Regions from separate parts of the Mus musculus genome. Here region 2 is linked to region 1. Evidence: chromatin contacts called from public Micro-C data. All regions are on one chromosome and are shown on one strand. The core of a region is the stretch at or near the end of the contact, and the rest is flanking DNA. Distances in the headings are between cores, read along the strand shown.

Evidence for each region. A called contact is a pair of places that touch in the nucleus more often than the background predicts.
Region 2: a Micro-C map of muscle stem cells shows a contact between it and region 1, with 2.9 times the contacts expected there. The contact joins the promoter of Slc9a9 here to the enhancer-like site in region 1. A contact is called at or near these places in 1 of 484 Hi-C or Micro-C datasets (muscle stem cells), 1 of 115 datasets of contacts at active chromatin or transcription factors (embryonic stem cells) and 2 of 9 other capture datasets (adipose tissue and pancreatic islet).

Annotation. Positions count from the first base shown.
Region 1 is chr9:94,566,210-94,569,543 of GRCm38.p6, forward strand. No RefSeq gene overlaps it. Among named protein-coding and RNA genes, the nearest start is that of Gm39404, 17 kb to the right of the region's middle. Within about 2 kb of position 1,717, at least 15 of the 459 cell types and tissues checked have an H3K27ac peak or open chromatin away from gene starts, as enhancers often do. A contact at or near this core is called in muscle stem cells, where this site is marked.
Region 2 is chr9:94,668,133-94,671,417 of GRCm38.p6, forward strand. It overlaps Slc9a9 (solute carrier family 9 (sodium/hydrogen exchanger), member 9), which reads left to right and starts at 1,760. Exons shown (of 16, transcript NM_177909.5): 1 at 1,760-2,104. The coding sequence starts at 1,930.

The sequences.
Region 1 (3,334 bases), core at 467-2,966:
ATAACCAACAATAAGGTGCACTGAGGAATGCAATCTCTAGTTCTGCCCAGTCAAAACCTGATTCCTAACGAAGAAGGAGAAAGTAGATCTGAAGTGGGAGCTAGCAATGGGCCACAAGATGACTTTTTCTTCCTCCTCCTCCTCCTCCTCCTCCTCTTCCTCCTCCTCCTCTTCCTCCTCCTCCTCTTCCTCCTCCTCCTCCTCCTCCTCCTCCTCCTCCTCCTCCTCCTCCTCCTCCTCCTCCTCCTCCTCCTCCTCCTCCTCTTCTTCTTCTTCTTCTTCTTCTTCTTCTTCTTCTTCTTCTTCTTCTTCTTCTTCTTCTTCTTTTTCTATCCCTCTGAGCATCAGATGCTGTTTGGAAGGGAGGCATTTATACTAGGGTACAGATGAACTCAGTAAGTAAGTAAATAAATAAATAAATAAATAGAATTTTAGAACCATTAAATAAGAGGAGATATCCACATTAACATTTGTATGTGATAACAGTTAAAGAGTGAGACATTTCCCCCTAACATGCTTACTTCAAGCATTTATACTAGAGTACAGATGAACTCAGTAAATAAATAAATAAATAAATAGAATTTTAGAACCATTAAATAAGAGGAGATATCCACACTAACATTTGTATGTGATAACAGTTAAAGAGTGAGACATTTCCCCCTGACATGCTTACTTCAAGGGTTGAACATGCATCTCAGAACACTACTTCATCATTGGTAGGCATCTTTGAGCCATTCACAGGGTCCTGAGGATGCTAGTAGCTTCCCTTCACCCATTATCACCCCTCGAACTCTACCTACTATCTAATTTTCATTCCATTTCCTGCTTTTCTCCAAGGGATGCCCCCCAAATGGTCTTTTATTGAATATGTTGAATCATTAATTTTCACAGCACATGCAGAACTAAAACATATCCCAGTTAATGTTTACTTGAACTTGTTCAAATAAGGGTGCTGGAGCAGGCAGTGGCATTTACAGAAAAGGCCCTCAAACAACCAACACTTGGTCAATATTTATTATGCTCACTGGGTGATCTAGCTGTAAGTAGCTCATTTTAGCCATATGGTTCCTATGCAAACTTACAATGATGGAATGTTTTAGTTAAAACCTGAGAAAGCACTCTTACGATTTTAAGATAAAACTATTCATTACATATGTTTTATGTAAATATTTAGAGCTCAAATTCATTGCCAATAAGAAAACCAAATAGTATAGGTATGGACAGGCCATTCCCTGTCCCTAACTTTCTCATCTTGCAAACTCCCAACCCAGGTTCCTGGACAGACAGACATGAAACACTGGATTGATAGAAAAAATATTCTGATACAGTTCAAACACAGGAAAAACAAACAAGTGTTCTATGGCCCTGGCTGTTCTGAGTGAGCTCTCTGTCCTGAGAATTCTTGCTCCTCCCAGTAATTAAACATCTGTACCTTAGATTCATCTGCAGATTTGCCTGTGTTCTTACATATTAAATCTGAGAATAAGACCCTGGAAAGAGCATGTTTATCAGAGGCCTTAGGAAGGTCTATGCTACTGTCCCCAGTATGAATTCATGAGAAATGCTTCAGTTGATAGAAACCCAGTTCAAATCACCATCATCCATGCCTAGCACTGCTGTGTGTGCTCTAACATACCTAAGCACAAATCCCAGGACAATTCAGCCACAGAGACCTCAAGAATGAGTGAGACAGCTGCTACCGAGTGCCCTGTGACTCATCCGTTGTCTTTGTGCCTGTCCTCATAGAATGCCCAGCTGCTGAGGAAGTCCCAGATCACACATCTCAGCATCCATCAGAAAGACACTCTCTGGACACCCTAATGTGGTCAGGAAGACACGGTTATCTTGGAGCATAGAAGCATTTGTCAGAACTATAGGACTAACTGATGGATGAGGAGCAGTTATGTGAAGTTGCTCGAGGAGAGCGGCAGCTGACTTGGTACAGACAGCCACAGGTGGTCACAACAACTGCATATAAAAATTGACTTTTAGCCAACTCTTCCAAATTTATTGTGTCCACAAGCCACTAACAGCCCACACAGTCACTTTCAAACATCACCTTCAAGTCTAAAACAAAGCATTTCTAGAAATGGAAATATATTACAGGTTAAATAAAAAATAAAAATAATAAAAAGCCAAGGACACACAGTATGATAGGCAACACTCATGGACAAAGCCAGAGACTCTAGTTGCCAAGCAACAATTGGTTCTCCAACTTCTGATTCTATTGTGATTTACACTGCCTGAAGTCCTTTCATAAAAACATGCTGTGGCTAGGACAGCAGGGTGGAAAAGGGAAGGAACAAAAACGGTATTCTGAATTTGCTCATCTATCAAGTGGCTAACTGCACACATATAAAGTATCAGGGGTTGGGAACATGTCCGCCAGAGCTTGTCATTGAGACAGTCTGGACCAGGGATGGGTCCATAATGGAACTTTAACTTCTTAGACTTTGTTAGTTTTCTTTGGTTCAATCCCTCCAGAAGCAAAGGACAGTCTTTTTCTTCATCGAAGTTTTTTCTTCATCTGTGATTGAGGGCCAGTCAACAGGGTGCATCCTTCCCTGGGGAGGTTGGTGGTTGAAGGGGGGGAAACAGGAAGGGATAGTGGAGGGAAGGAAGACAGAGACAGAGACTAGTGGGGAATTAAAAAAAAAAGGTTTCTGGTTGGTAATAACACAAATAGCTTGCTGGAAAAGCTTCATAGAAATGTCCACCCCTTCTGATTGGGACCGTGATCATATACATAAGCATCAAAGAGCCGCCCCTTTATATCATTTCTCTTCCTTCATAAAAATGAGACCAGCACTCCCATTAAGAGATATCAAATATAGCCAGCCATCTCTCTGTTTAAGATATAGTCCAGCTGATGATTTTTGCTTGGGATAATTTCCTCTTTTCTGTTTAAAATATTCTCGTTCTGCATAAGAGCTAAAGTGCAGCCTTTGAAGGCTCTGGGGAATGACACCAGAAGTTCCTCCAGTAGCTGCTGTCTCTTCTAGCTCGAATGTTTTCTATCCATCATTAAAGATTTGTTCTCCTACTTGGGGACTGTGCAGCCTGACTCCTGTTTCCAAACCTTGAGGTTTGCATTTACAAGCATATACACAACATATGCATTTATTTACTAATATACAATTCTTGAGTCCTTAAAATGTTAGAACATTTCCTTTAATCCAGTACTCCTTTAGCAACCATGTCTGCTATTGATACCTTCTTATTCACTGTCCAGAAGGCTTTTTGTAAGGAGCTATTATTTTGTCAATAAGATGGATTGTAACAATAAACAACAATGCTTCCTTCATTAAAAAAAAAGTAATCACAGTCATTTGAT
Region 2 (3,285 bases), core at 510-3,009, 100 kb after region 1:
TGGGATTGTAAACTGATAATATGAAAAAACAAACAAACAAACAAAAAATTAGTTACAGAGTTGAATCAGAGAGTTAGAACCAGTCTTTTGCTTGTAAATGATGTTTTGAGAGTCCTAGCTTTTACAACTGGAAAGGTAGAGAGGCCATGTGTCCTTATGCCTCAAGAAAACAGCTTTCCATTTTAATGTTCCCAGTGAAGCGTCTCTATGGACGAGAAATACTGTCTTTGTTCCAAATCGTCCTAGCCAACTGCTGTTGACAGTGCTGCCATTCTCCATGCTCCAGGCAGCAGGCTTGGGCCAGGCTTCCAGGTGAGGCCTTCCTTTCTCTACCCACAATTCCTTCATCTTCCTACACTGCCTTATTTCAACAGCAAGCTTAAAGCTTTTGAAAAGCTTGTAGAGTCAGGCAAACAATCTCCTGCTCCTTCTCACCCACTTCCTGGGTCTCTTCACAGGAAGAGGGAAAGAGATGTGGTAAGACAATCGAAGAGCAAGTCTGCCTTAAAAGCAGCAAAACCAGGAAGTTCTCTCGTTTTTGAATTTGCATTATCTTGTAAATCTAACGACTCACCTGTGGGTTTTTGAATACGGAAGGTGAGGCTGCTGGCAAATGCTTGCAAGCAATAGCTGACAGGCTTCAAGACAACTCCAGTATTAGTCATCACAGAGATGCGTGCCAAAAGGGACCATGGGTAAAAACATCTGCTGTGCACACAGATGCCCCCTGCTGAGCCAAGCACACAGAGAAAACCAACTCCAGCTCGGAGTTGCATAAGCAAAGAGGCTGAGGCACTGGAGTGCTTGATGCTCTCCCAGAGTGGGAAATTAGCTTTCCGATGGGTAGTTACCTTCCAGTGTCTATGTAGCTCAGGGAGACCTTGAATTCACAGCGATCCTCTTGCCTCAGCTTCCTGAACGCTAGAGTTACAGGTCTGTAAGACCATAATATTATTATGTGTTTGTCTCAAAGCCTTTAGTGTCATATTTTTTTCAGGGTGCCTTACAATACAGAAATGGAATTCTAATTCTATCAGAATAGAAGCCAGACATTAACACTCGTCCATTTTACCATGTGGTGAGATGTGGGGGTCTCCACAGCAGACCTGGCTGCATGGTGACTGATTGGTAAAGACAAGGAAATCTTGATGTTTGCCTAGGAAGCAGAAGAACTGGAGGTACCAGTCTTAAACACCTCCCTCTCCCTTTTCTCCCTCCCTCCCTTCTTCCCTCCATCCTCCACCTTCTCTATCTCTCTTCCTTTTTTTCTTCAACAAATTTAAATAGCACCGTTAAAGGACTGGGGCTAGACTTTTCTTTTTGATTATTTTAGTTGACCGGCAATTATAAAAAGTCAGAGAATCGTGCACTGGATCTGTGCCTCTCAACTTCAGAAATAGTCCTGTGAAATCATACCTGTCAATCCTCCCCTGGGAGGCTGTGGTGGGAGGGGAGAAACCTGAGTAGGTGAAGTTAAGGGTCTGGACTTGCCCTTTTGAATCTGAAAACTATTGATGTGCCGGGTTGAACTGTCTTACTATCAATGTACAATTTGCCAGTTGCATACAGACTAAGAAATCATGCTGGAAACAGGAGGGCCACGAGTCTGGACATCAGCATCTTGCTGGCAGATTTGACCAGTGTGGAAGATCTCTTTCCAGAGTGAATCATTTAAAGACAGAATCTTTTATGATGAAACCACCCTCTGGAGTTTGAAAAGAGACGGGGCTGCTTTAAGAGAGAAACAGGAAGTTGTAACGAGAAGCCGGTCTGAATGCTAAGCCATCTGAATTGCTTGCGAAGTAGCAACAAAGTAGCAGCGTTTATTCTGAAATTCTGTGGGCGCCAGTCTATCCTAGGCAACCCTCATCTAAGGGCTCATCCCTTGTCCAGGGATTTCTCTGAGCATCACAGTCGGTCGAGTGGAGAATGGCTGGGCAGCTTCGGTTTACGTCAGGGAAGGATGAAGATCATTTTCAACACCAGGGAGCAGTGGAGCTACTCGCGTTTAATTTTTTGCTCATCCTTACCATTTTAACAATCTGGTTATTTAAAAATCACCGATTCCGCTTCTTGCATGAGACTGGAGGGGCGATGGTGTATGGTGAGTGTGTAAATGGTGGGGTAGATGTGTAACTTGTTGCCTGGGCGTAGTAATTAGAGACTTGTGCTCAGATGGCAAAGTGCAGAAAGTGAGGGGAACATGCTGATTGAAGTGTCATTAGCTCAGCGAGAGGTGCCGCAGTGTTAGGGATGCTAACCTCTTTCCAGAGGAGCGGCAGAAATTCCGCCTGACCACAGAGCAGCTGTCACAGTGACAGGCTCTGAGGCAGCACAGTATGTGAGTCTGTTGACAGCTGCAGTCCTTTGTCATGCGGGGAGTCATGGAGCGCTAGTCATGGTAGTAGGTTGTGGTGGCAATGCAGTCAGTCAGCGCAGCCTCTTCCACAGGCAGCCAGAGGAGCCAGGCAAAGTTAAGGGAATGGCTTCAGACTGCATGGAGGAAATACCCTTTCAACTATTTTCAAGAAGAAATACTCGTAGAAACAGACCCCACCCTTGTAATGGGAATAATTGTGTCCAAATCCTTTTTCATCCTGTGAACACTATTTTAGCTTCTGATAATAAAAGTGTTAAACCAAGAATTTCCTATTTAACATTTTCCATTGCTTAGCCTGATTTAATATGGTCTTGTTTATAATACTTATTTGTGTTCTCACACCACACACACACTTCTCTCTCTCTCTCTCTCTCTCTCTCTCTCTCTCTCTCTCTCTCTCTCTCTCCCTCTCCCTCTCTCTCCTCTCTCTCTCCCTCTCTCTCTCCCTCTCTCTCCCCCTTTCTCTCTCTCTCATTTTAGACAGGTCTCACTCTATAGACAAGGTTGGCCTCAGACTCACAGTGATCTTCCTGCTTCAACCTCCTGGGTGCTGGAATAATATGTATAAGTAAGAACACCCAATTCTTTAAACTACAGAGGGGAAAAAAGGTTTTAATTTAAGGTTTAACCTCCCAAAGTGATGCTCTTTCTGTGCAAGTTACCATGGCATCCATCATTTTTGGGAAGTTTAATAAAATGTGATTATGGAGTTTGTACAGACTAGCCTGGTTTATCTAGTTTATTAAGATGAGCTACAAGGCACTAGCACTGAGCTGGTACTGAGACAAATTGTCTCACTACCAACTGACTTCATGACCCTTATCCTACCAAGTAAAAGGTAACAGCTTTGAACATAATGGGAACAGTCAAGGGCTGCCAAAACGGATAGCAAAGAACATACTTTT